2 separate regions of the Mus musculus genome follow, and region 2 is linked to region 1. The links are chromatin contacts, called in public HiChIP or PLAC-seq maps. All regions are on one chromosome and are shown on one strand. Each heading gives the region's core, a stretch centred on a gene start, on an enhancer-like site or on the middle of the called end of the contact. The rest is flanking DNA. Distances are from core to core; before and after follow the strand shown.

What was found. HiChIP or PLAC-seq counts read pairs in DNA pulled down with a chosen protein or histone mark.
Region 2: a contact with region 1 is called in an H3K27ac HiChIP or PLAC-seq map of embryonic stem cells, with 8 read pairs. The contact joins two enhancer-like sites. A contact is called at or near these places in 3 of 115 datasets of contacts at active chromatin or transcription factors (all in embryonic stem cells) and 4 of 9 other capture datasets (adipose tissue, embryonic stem cells, liver and 1 more).

What each region holds. Positions count from the first base shown.
Region 1 is chr15:37,161,274-37,166,926 of GRCm38.p6, forward strand. All of the region lies in intron 1 of Gm41302 (a long non-coding RNA gene), which reads right to left. Gm34820 (a long non-coding RNA gene) reads left to right here. Exons shown (of 3, transcript XR_383949.3): 3 at 4,931-5,653. Among named protein-coding and RNA genes, the nearest start is that of Gm41302, 4.2 kb to the right of the region's middle. Within about 2 kb of position 3,103, at least 11 of the 459 cell types and tissues checked have an H3K27ac peak or open chromatin away from gene starts, as enhancers often do. A contact at or near this core is called in embryonic stem cells, where this site is marked.
Region 2 is chr15:37,287,100-37,293,012 of GRCm38.p6, forward strand. Grhl2 (grainyhead like transcription factor 2) reads left to right here. Exons shown (of 16, transcript NM_026496.4): 5 at 143-198; 6 at 1,089-1,245; 7 at 4,462-4,573. Among named protein-coding and RNA genes, the nearest start is that of Gm16136, 57 kb to the left of the region's middle. Within about 2 kb of position 2,767, at least 4 of the 459 cell types and tissues checked have an H3K27ac peak or open chromatin away from gene starts, as enhancers often do. A contact at or near this core is called in embryonic stem cells, where this site is marked.

The DNA of each region.
Region 1 (5,653 bases), core at 1,853-4,352:
CACAAACTAAGGTGTGTGAGTGGAAAGATACCATAATGAAACCCACTGTTTTGTACACTGACCTATAAAATTAATTTGAAAAGGAAAGAACATTTGCTCATTCAGTCTTTCTAGAGAACCTGCTAGAGCCTGGCTGAGGCCTTGATGCAGAACATCTTAGTCTCAGGAAAGCAGACAAATGCTATGCAGGTGTATAGCAGATTGCCTAATAGAGTCTGGAGAATTACAATGGCTTCTGGAGGAAATTGTTTTGACGCATGTGTCTAAAAGGGAAGAGGCAGTGAGGCCCAGTCAATGTCTTTGATTTCTCTGCTGTATATCCTGGGGTGCATGTGACCTTAACACCCTTCATGGTGCCTTTTTGTGACCTTCCAAGGATTCCCATGGACAACTCTAGATCCTCCCCTGGCCATTAAGAGCCTAGTTTGACTAAGCAGCACCTTTGTCCCTAGTAATTAATATCTTACAGTAGGACATTAACTGCCTTGAGCTTGCTCACAGCTTAGCAGAGGTTGCACATATCATAGCTGTGGCTATTTGCATATGTGATTATATAGACCACAAAACTAGACAGGCACTTGGGAGGCAGAGGCAGGCAGATATCTGAGTTCAAGGCTACCCTTTTCTATAGTAAGTTCCAGGACAGTCAAGGCTACAGAGAAAATCCTTGTCTGTGAAAAAGCAAGCAAGCAAGCAAACAAAAAAAATCCCACAAACTAGAATGGGGACTGTCTTAGTCAGGGTTTCTATTCCTGCACAAACATTATGACTAAGAAGCAAGTTGGGGAGGAAAGGGTTTATTTGGCTTACACATCCATACTGCTGTTCATCATCAAGGAAGTCAAGACTGGAACTCGAGCAGGTCAGAAAGCAAGGAGCTGATGCAGAGGCCATGGAGGGATGTTACTTACTGGCTTGCTTCTTCTGGCTTGCTCAGCTTGCTCTCTTATTAAACCCAAGACTACCTGCCCAGGGATGGTCCCACCCACAAGGGGACCTCCCCACCTTGATCACTAATTGAGAAAATGCCTTACAGCTGGATATCATGGAGGCATTTCCCCAACTGAAGTTCCTTTCTCTGTGATAACTCCAGCCTGTGTCAAGTTGACACACAAAACCAGCCAGTACAATTGACCCCTTGTCAACTTGACACACAAACACATCACTATTAAGCCTCAACCCTTACATTCTTATTCCTCCCCAAGATCTAAATAATTTTAAAAGTACCACAGTCTTGTATATTAAAGTTCAATCCCTTTAAAATGTCCAATATCTTTTAAAATTCAAAGTCTCTTAACTGTGGGCTCCACTAAAATACTTTCTTCCTTCAAGAGGGAAAAATATCAGGGCACAGTCACAATCAAAAGCAAAAATCAAACTCCAATTGTCCAGTGTCTGGGATCCACTCATGATCTTCTGGGCTCCTCCAAGGGCTTGGGTCACTTCTCCAGCCATGCCCTTTGTAGCACACATCTTGTCTTCTATGCTCCAGCTGCCTATACTCCACTGCTGCTGCTGTTCTTGGTGGTCCTCTCATGGCACTGGCATCTCCAAACACTGCTATCTTCCGCTGTAACTAGGCTTCACCAACAGCCTCTCATAGGCTCTCTTCATGGTGCCAAACCTCAACTCCTTTGCATGATCCCTTCTGTCCTGGGCCATCAATTGCAACTGAGGTTGCACCTTCACCAATGGCCTTCCATGGCCTCTCAGAGTGCCGAGCCTCAGCTGCTCTGCATGACCCCTTCATGCCTTCAAAACCAGTACCACCTGGGTGATAACTCTTACACATTACCAAGGTACAACCTTGGCTATCTCTGGAACGCCTCTATGCTCTCAGAAAACACTTCCTAGAAGATGTCACCTCAATGATGCTGGTCGCTTCTTAATCACCGCTAATTTCTTAGCTCCAGCTAACCAGCATCAATAGTCCCAGTAATGTAAAGTTTTTGCTTTAGTAGTTCTGGTATCTTTTTAATCACAGCTGATTCTTCAGCCCCAGCTAACCAGAACCACAGAATCTTCACAAAATAGCAATGGCCCTGAAAAGAGTCTTTAATCTTCCCTCTGAAAATTCACAAGCCAGGCCTCCATCTTCTGCACTGTTCTCAACATTATCTTCCAAGCTCCTACACAACATCCCACAGAACTCTTAATACTGAATGGATCGTCTAGCTCAAAGTTCTAAAGTCCTTCCACAGTCCTCCCCAAAACATGGTCAGGTTGTTACAGGAATACCCCACTCCTGGTACCAATTTGTCTTAGTCAGGGTTTCTATTCCTGCACAAACATCATGACCAAGAAGCAAGTTGGGGAGGAAAGGGTTTATTCAGCTTACACTTCCATAGTGCTGTTCATCATCAAGGAAGTTGACACACAAAGCCAGCCAGAACAGGGACCATGAGAGGGAGAGAAAGAGTATAGCAAGAGGTTTAGTACAAGGAGCTCATTATGTGTTTTCTTTAAATCTGTTTGTGAGTGTGTTTTCACACAGGAAAGGTTAACAGTGGTTATCTTCCTCAATTTTTCTCCACTTTATTTAGTTTAATTTTCTTTAACTCAATTGTTACATATGTGTGTGCATGTCATAGCATGCATGGAAGTCAGAGAAAATGTTCAGTGGCTGGTCTCTCCTTCCACCACACAGGTCCCAGAGATCCAACTCAGGTTGCCAGGCCAGACAGCACTAATCACCTAACAACGCAACAGCTCCTTTCCACCTTAGCTTTTGAGACAGGTCTATCTGCTGATTTGGTAGCCTGGCTGGCTAGTGAGCTCCAGGGATCCTTTTGTCCCTGCTCCAGCCCACATCTCAGCTCCATGCCTAGATGTTTACAGGGAACTGGGGAATCAAACCAGAGTCCTTGTGCTTGCCCAGTGCAGAAACTTTCTTTTCAGCCCTCAAGATTTTGATAATTAACTTTGTTCCTCTGTGGGTGGGGAATCCCTCCCATCGTCCCCCCTCTCCAATTCCTAAAGGGGCTACTTACTGCTATCAAGCTAATTACCCACCAACAAAAGGCCAATGTTTAACTTAACTAGAATGCAGCCTTCACAGCCACAAGTCCTTCCATGGTCTCTCTAGCCAGATTGGAAGACTGACCTGGAGGAATGTTTATAACAATAGAACACTCAGGCAGCCAGCAGGTGCAGGGGAGTGTGACGGCTCGCCACTGTGGGGAGGGGTGTCACACTTACAGTTGGGGGGGGCACACTTGCGCCTGGGGTGGGGTGGGTGAGGCTGGAGCAGGGGCACGACCGGACAGCACGACCTGGTGACAAATCCTCCACCTCTGTCACCTGTATTCTTTTCAACCCTCCACTTGCCAGACAGGTCAGCACCACAAGAACACAAAGTTCTTGTTGACGTCCTCCCAGGAGGTCTCTGAGCAAAGCCACTTCCCTGCTGGGCCTCTGCGAGGGGGCAGGGGTGGGGGTTGGGGGGGGGATGAAGAGCCACAAGACAGCTCCCCTGCCAGAACTCCCTGGCACCTGGAAGGGAATCCTCATTAAGATAATTTTGGGAACGTTTACAAAGATGAAGTTCAGGGTCATTGCTCCCTGTAGTTCCTAGTAAAACCTTTGGTACTTGCAGGAGGGAAGCCAGGGACGCAGAGGACATGCACTGGAGAGGCCAAGAATAGCAGGCCTGGGCCAAGGGCTAGTCCCACGGGCTCCTTGGAGAACCCGGGCAGCTGCGTTACACTTGACTACTGTTCCTGGCCAGTACACCTCCAGTGGGGACAGACTGCCAACCTGGCTGTGCCCAAGCGTGCAGCAGTTCTTGACTTGGGCTTTATGGGAAGCCTAATTCATTTTCTCAGCTAGGTGATCACTCTCTGTCTGTGTCTCTCTGTCTCACTATCTTTCTGACAGGTCTCACTCCATAGTATAGGCTGCATGGTGATTAAAGAAGTCATTTATGGTCAAAGAAGGAAGTATTGGATCTCTTGAAACAAAGATGTGAGATGTCACAGGAATCTAGACAAAAAGAGGGCACAGTAGTGGAATGCCCTTGAAGCTTTAGAGACATAGGCAAGCACAGGCCCTGGGCTTGGTCTTCCCTGCAGGCACCTTCTCCCTCAGCTCAGACCTGCTCCTGGGGAGTTCCTGCCCTTCCTACCTCTATCTGCCACTCAGAACTGAGCTCAGCTCCTCCCCTACGCATCAGCTGCCAGCGGTCCCCTTCTTTCCTCCTCCTCTTCCTCCTCCTCTTCCTGGTTATTTTCAAAACAGGGTTTTTCTGTGTAGCTTTGCTTGGAATTCACTATGTGCACAGGCTGCCTGCCTCTGCCTCCCAAGTACTGGGATTAAAGACCACTCAACTTCAGGCTCCCTTTTTAAATCATATAGCTACTACATCTTTTTCAAGTCTAAATATATGGCTATACTAGGCATGGTGGCAGATGCTTTTAATGCCAGACCTTGTCTCAAAACAACCTGTCTCAAACCTGTAACCCTGTCTCAAAAACAAGCAAACAAACAAACAAAACAAATCTAAAAGAGAGAGAGAAATACATTGATGTGATTGTTTTGACAGCTTGAACCATTTTGTAAGAAGACAATATCCAAGCAGCACCAGGAAGCTGCAACTGTCCTCTTCTTTGGATCGGCCATCATCTGGCCATCTCCTGTTTTAGGAAGAGGGATAGATTCCCTATTCTTTTTACCTTATCCCTGCCCAAATTAGACCCACACCTCTGGGCAGGTGGCGGTTTCTTCAGTCCTATGAGCCCCTTTCCTTTGCCTTTTCCCATCAGGCTAACCCTTTAGGATGTGACCCTCTATCGCTCTCCAAGGAGAGTTGCTGAGTCATTTGGTTTCCCACAAGGATCCTCTGGCAGTACCCACCCTCCCGTAATTGGAGGGAGGCATAGTATCCAGTCTGGAGGGAGAAAGTGAACGCTTCATAAAGCCTTCTGTTTTCTAGGAAGCTGAAGAACGATGGACGGGGATGAGACTCACACTTCATCTACAGGATTGTCAGCGCATACAGTGAAAACAGGAAGAGAAGGAGGAAAGAAGGGGACCTCTGGCAGCTGACGCATAGGGGAGGAGCTGAGCTCAGTTCTGAGTGGCAGATAGAGGTGGGAAGGGCGGGAACTCCGGGAGCAGGAGGTCTGAGTCCAGGGAGAAGGTGCCTGCAGGGAAGAGCCAAGACCAGGAAAAGACTGGGCCCGGGAAGGCTGTTAAGCCTCACGCTCTGGGAGTGGGAATGAAACTGCAGGGGCAACGGTGAGCTCAGATGTTATCTAAAGAGGGCAAAGAGATGGCTCTTGTCTTCACGTTCCTCTTCCCCTCATCCCTCGTGTGGCAAGTCTGGAGCTCTTCCTTCGCTCCATGCTAGCCCAGCAAGATCATTCTCACTATGGGGACAGGGAACCCGTAACACTTGGAAGTGCTTGAGACGGAGAGATAAATGACTATGGGGACTGGAAAGGACCCACGTGTTTATTGTTCTTGAATTAAATATGGAGCGGGGAGCTGGTGCCCAGGCTGCCCCAGACTTGGTTGCAGATTCCGTCATCTTCTATGTGTCAAGCTGACCCAGTGGAAGGGCACTAATTGGGCTATCAGGTTTCTCAAGCTCACCTATGTTCTGCTTCGTTTCCCAATCATTGGCTCTTTGGATGTCTGGAGCAAGGCAAGGTTC
Region 2 (5,913 bases), core at 1,517-4,016, 130 kb after region 1:
CTTTTCCTGGGGATGATAAAATGAAACTAGAATACAATATGGTTACTACTATTGTTATTATTTTACATTTGTTTTTTATATTTGTAATATTTACATATATTCCCAGCCTATTTGTATTAATTCTACCATTTAAAATTTTCAGAAATTTCGGAGTACTTCTGTTGGTGCTGACGAGTATACATATGACCAGACGGGAAGGTAGGTCACCAGGAGATGCATTTAACTGACAGACTTTAAACATTTTTATTTCATTGTTCTGTGCCTAAGGTGTTTTGCCTGTATGTATGTCTGTGTACCATGGTGCCCATGGAGGCCAGAAGAGGGTGTCAGATCCTCTGGAACTGAAGTTAGAGATGATTTGTGAGCTGCCATGTTGGTTCTGGGAATCAAACCTGGGTCCTCTACAGGAGTAGCCAGTGCTCTAGCCACTGAGCCATCTCTACAGCTCCAAACCTCAGATTTTTATCAAATAAGAGGAGTTTTTTTTAAACCTTTAATGACTTCTAAGTTACATCTTAAAAATATGAGCGGAACTATTTGAGCAAAGATCTTCTCAATAAAACTTTATTTGTAAAATCAGGCCGTGAGCCGTTTGTTATGAGCCATTACCCACAAGCCCCTGACTTGGAGTAGCCTCACTTGAATCCTGCAGGCTTCCAAACAGGAAATGGGCTGGTGCTATGATGTCAGCTGTTAGGAGTTGGAGGTGGATGATCAAATCAAGCTCTCAGGCAATTGTGGCTACAGAGAAAATGGGCGAATGCGGAGGCCGAAGGGAAGCTCTGCTTCTTAGGACAAAAGTGGGAACTTCTGTCTAAGGCTGAATTCCCACGATCTCTGGTGTGAGTTTGCCCAGCACATCCTGGACTTTCTCCCCACTTAAAACCACCTGGTTTACAGGCCATGGTTAAAAATGTATATTGTAACACCTTGGGTTTGGACTTATTCGTCTTGCTGTATTCCATATTTTGTCTGTTAAATAGTCATTATTTCTTAATAGTCACATCAAACCCTGTTGATGTGAAGCTGCCCAGGAAGGGAAAAATGTCCAGTTAGTGAACTGACCGCTTTGTGTTTCCTCTTCACAGTGGTACATTTCAGTACACCCTGGAAGCCACCAAATCTCTCCGTCAGAAGCAGGGGGAGGGCCCCATGACCTACCTCAACAAAGGACAATTCTATGCCATAACACTCAGTGAGACTGGAGACAACAAATGCTTCCGACACCCCATCAGCAAAGTCAGGGTATGCGCCACATTTCTCAAAATAGAACTCCAGGGTGGTCAGGGGGTGGGGTTGCTCCCCAACATACCCGTGGAATGGCATGGAGAAAAAGTCCAAAATAAATAACTCAGAAAGTCTCGTTCAAGAGAGCCTATTTATTGCTCGTAGTTTATCATTTTAATCAGTAACCAATAAAGCTCGGGGGAGCGACTTGTCTGAACTTGCGTTCCCTGCACCAAGGAATCCCCCCTCACCTCTTTCATGGCTTGTAGGCTGTGCGGTTTTCAGCTGATCTGTAGTAGATCAGGGTATGTTTGTGAGTAACGAGTAGCAGAGAGTACTTTCTGCCGAGTCTTGGACCATTTATAACCCTTACAAAGCCTTCTGCAGCCCCTGGCTTATTCAGGATTCAAAAGGCGAGGAGGTACGATTCCCACAGCGGCAGCTTGGAGGGATTTCAGATTCACGAGTATTAATCTCTTGTGTGGGAAATGACATGAGTTGTCACTGTCTGTCTGCTTTGGATGCATGCCAGACTGGCATGCTCGCTACTGCCAACAGGGAGCTGATAGGTAGTCCATCTCCACTTAAAAAAAAAACCAAAAAACAAAAAAAAACCAAACCTTACAGCAGGGGTTAGAAAAGGCTTGGAAGACTTTCCTGCTTCGTTGCAATATAGATTTTCCTGCTCTCTTATAAACTGCTCCCTGCCACTGTACCTGTGGTCCCCAGCCCGTCAGATTCTGTCTGTAGATGTGTCCTACTAAGCGTTTCAGCTTGAGAAGTAGGGAACCGTGGCATGTCCAGAGCCCAGTGCCCCAACCATATATGTCCAGAGCACAGTGCCCCTACCACATATGGGCCAAGTAAGTTCCCAAGCAAGGTGAGCCCATTGGCGATCAAAAGGTACCCAGGGTACTGTTCACCATGAGGGACAGCAACCTGTTCCAACCCTGTGGCCAGAACTATGGTGGAGGGCCTACTGTATCAACAAGAATGCATTGCATCAAGTCACACAGCAATGATGTCTTCTTTGTATCAGGGATTGCACTAGGCACTGGATGCCTAATAACTTACTGAAACTAAACCACAACCCATTTTAATAATAATAATAATAATAATAATAATAATAATAATAATAATAATTGATGATGATGATGAAGCACATTGTTCTATTACAGTACTATACATAAGAAAACTTGGCTTTCAGAAGCTAATAAGTGGGGTAACTAAGATGGGCGGGATTGCTGGGGTAGGTCCCAGGCTGCCAGCTTCCTGACTAACTCTTTTAGCATGAGGATGGGCTGCATGGTGCATGGTGTTTGCCTAGGGGGTCTCTAGTCCTAATCCATGTGAGACTTTGGGTTCTACCCCCAGCACCACCAAGAAAACCAAGCACAACTAGGAACAGTGCTCTGTGGAGCCTCCTGGAGGGATGAAAAGCAGAGGGCTTTCTCCTTGGGTCTTAATCCAGACATGGTTATCTGGGGGGAACAGGTGGGATACAGTTTAATCATATGTATACGAGCTCCATGCAGCCATTGCTCTGAAAAGGTGGCAGCCATGTAAGTGACATCTGTTGGGACTTTCCCAATGATTCCACTTTGGTGGGATCATGAAAGTCTTTTAATATGGAAATGTAAAACTGGGTGTGGTGACTGGGTGTGGTGATGCATGTCTTTAATCCCAGCAGTGGGGAGGCAGAGGTCAGCAGGTATCTGAAAGCTTGAGACTGACTAGCCTTGTGAATAAGATGAATTCCAGTACAGCCAGGGTTGTTAAACAATTTTCTGGAAAACTCTCTCTCTCTCTCTCTCTCTCTCTCTCTCTCTCTCTCTCTCTCTCTCACACACACACACACACACACACACACACACACACACACACACACACACACACAGAGAGCAAAAACAACAACAACAACAACAAACCCAAAAACAAACCAAAACCATGAAATAACTGGTCAGTATGGAAGTTTTATCTTCTTTTGTTCCGTTTTTCTGGAAATGTGATCTGAACCAGGTAAGGCACCTCATATCTGAAATCCTGGAGTAATTCTGGAGTCTGCGGCAGGGTCGTGGCAGCCTGCCTTCCAGAAGGACAGCCAACATATGTAAATTTATGCAAATGATGTCTGTTTGAAATTTAGAACTGCAGTGAGGTTTAGATTCTATTTTTTTTAAAGATTTATTTATTTTATAAAAGTACTTTTTTTTTTTGATTTATTTATCATATGTAAGTACACTGTAGCTGTCTTCTGTAGCTGTCTTCAGACACACCAGAAGAGGGCATCAGATCTCATTACAGATGGGTGTGAGCCACCATGTGGTTGCTGGGACTTGAACTCAGGACCTCTGGAAGAGCAATCAGTGCTCTTAACCCCTGAGCCACCTCTCCAGCCCAACATTTAGATTCTTATTTCTGTGAAACAGAATTGGTTGCTCTAGCTCATGTAAAGGACAGCCATGTTTTGCTGGAGTGCAGCGCTGCCCTTGTACTTTTGGGTTATGAGTTCTCTGACGTTTGAAATATGTTTATCAATATGAGTTTTGTCTCCTACCATGTCTGTGTTTCCTGTGCAATTCTCTTATTGCCTGTTCCACTCCAGCCTGAGGCACTTCCCTAGGCGAGAGATGAATGTCTGCTTCTTTACAAATGGCACCAATTCGACTTAAGACAGGTTTCAGATGTGTTTTTGCCAATGTAAGCCAAATGCTTTTCAGTTTCGAGCTAACTCTGCAAAGTATACCAACTGTGCCAAAGGCTGCTTCATCTGGTTGTCAGGATGCTGTGGTAGGAATGACGAAGGGTTTCGTTTTTATCCAGGCTGTTCCCAGTGTGTGTGTATGTGTGGGTGTCTGCACACATGCACAAATACCTACAAGGAAGATAACTTCAGAAGTTGCTTCTCTTCCATCCACCCTATGCCTCACAAAAAGCTAACTCAGGTCTCCAGGATTGTGTCAAACAACTTAACCCACTGAGGCCTTTCCTTGCTGCAGTCTCTGGATTTAGGGGTAGGAGGTTATGGTTTCCCTGTGAAGCCCTGGCTGCCCTGAAGACTCAGCTGGCCTCAAACTCAGATCCTTCTGTCTCTGGCTACAGAGTGCTGGGATTAAAGGCAGGAGCCACCATGCCTGGCTCTTCAACAATAAAAGCTACACGTTGTGTTAGAGTTGCCGGAAGTGGGAACCTTGTCAGTTGGCCGAGGATAACGGCAGCTTTTCTCTCCTGCAGAGTGTGGTGATGGTGGTCTTTAGTGAAGACAAAAACCGAGATGAGCAGCTGAAATACTGGAAGTACTGGCACTCCCGGCAGCACACTGCCAAGCAGAGGGTCCTTGACATTGGTGAGTTGCCTCTCCCTCTAGGCGTTGGCAACTGGCTGGGTTGACCACTACAGGGGCTGGGTCGCACTGTGCTATGCCAGGCACTGAATTGTACATGTGACCTGTGACGTTCAGCACAGGTGAAGCTGAAGATCAGTCAGACTGAGGAGAGACGAAAGCATTTTCCTTTCCCCCAGAATCAACTTCTATAATAATAACTTTAATGCCTTCGTAGCACTGTGGCAGATATAAATAATATATTTATAGTAATAAATATATTATTTCTAAAATATTTGCGTGCCCTATGCTTGAGCCATACAGGCAGTGGGCAGGTCAGGTAAACTCTTGCCCCCTTCTGCGTGATAAAACTCAGGCCCATGAGGCTCAAGGCCCCTCACAAAGGTCTAGTGACCCCTCGTCTGTGGTTCCGCCTTAAATCCTTTCATTCCCACATAAACTTAATGCAAGCAGAAGTCAGTGATCAAGAAAATAATCTTTCTGAGGAACTTACCTACCAGTCAAGAAGAAATGAGCCTGCGGAATTCATTTTGTATATATTTCTAAATGCAGTATCTGCTCTTTAGAGATCAAGGAGCCCTGGACAACCCAAGGGTCCAGACAGAAAGGCAGATGCTATGCTACCTACCTAGTTAGCTAGCTCCTTGCCATTGTTAGGAAGGATGGAGTACTGGGAGACCATCCAAGTAGCACCTGTGGGGCTGGGGAATCAAAGGGGAACCACCCAGCAGGAACTGGGACCACAGAAGAAGCAGTTTTCCACTGGGAGGTGGAACTGCTGCCAGCCACAAGCTTAGTGCCCATGGGGCAGAGAAGTGCCCAGGCTTTCTTGCTCCCAAGCTCCCTGCCTGGGCTTCTTGATCGGACTCAAGGCTGGGGAGTACAGGACCCCAATAGAATTTGCAGGATCAGCTTCCTAGACACAGAGAAGAATAGGAGAAACTGGAGAGTAGATCTTAAAATGTTTAGAAATTTCTTGAAAGGAATCGGCAGTATCTAGCAAATTTATTCTCGTAAAGAAATTCTTTTCTCATAATTAAAGTCACAACAAAGTCATAACCCCTTAGACTATGGCTGTGGTCCTCATGGATGTAGGCAGAAGGCCAATTATCATTGGTCACCACAAAATACCAAGTCAGTAAAAGAATAAAAGGATACTTGCTTTCATGTCTCATGCAGTGGAACAGAGGCTCTTTCCCTCATGACACCCTTGACAGCTCCCTGGACCGATGGCAGAGATTATTAGCTAGTAACTAGGTTAATATTGAGAGTCACCAGGGACCATTTAGAAACAGTGTGTTGGTACGGCATGTTGGATGAGAATACGCCCATTCCGCATTTCT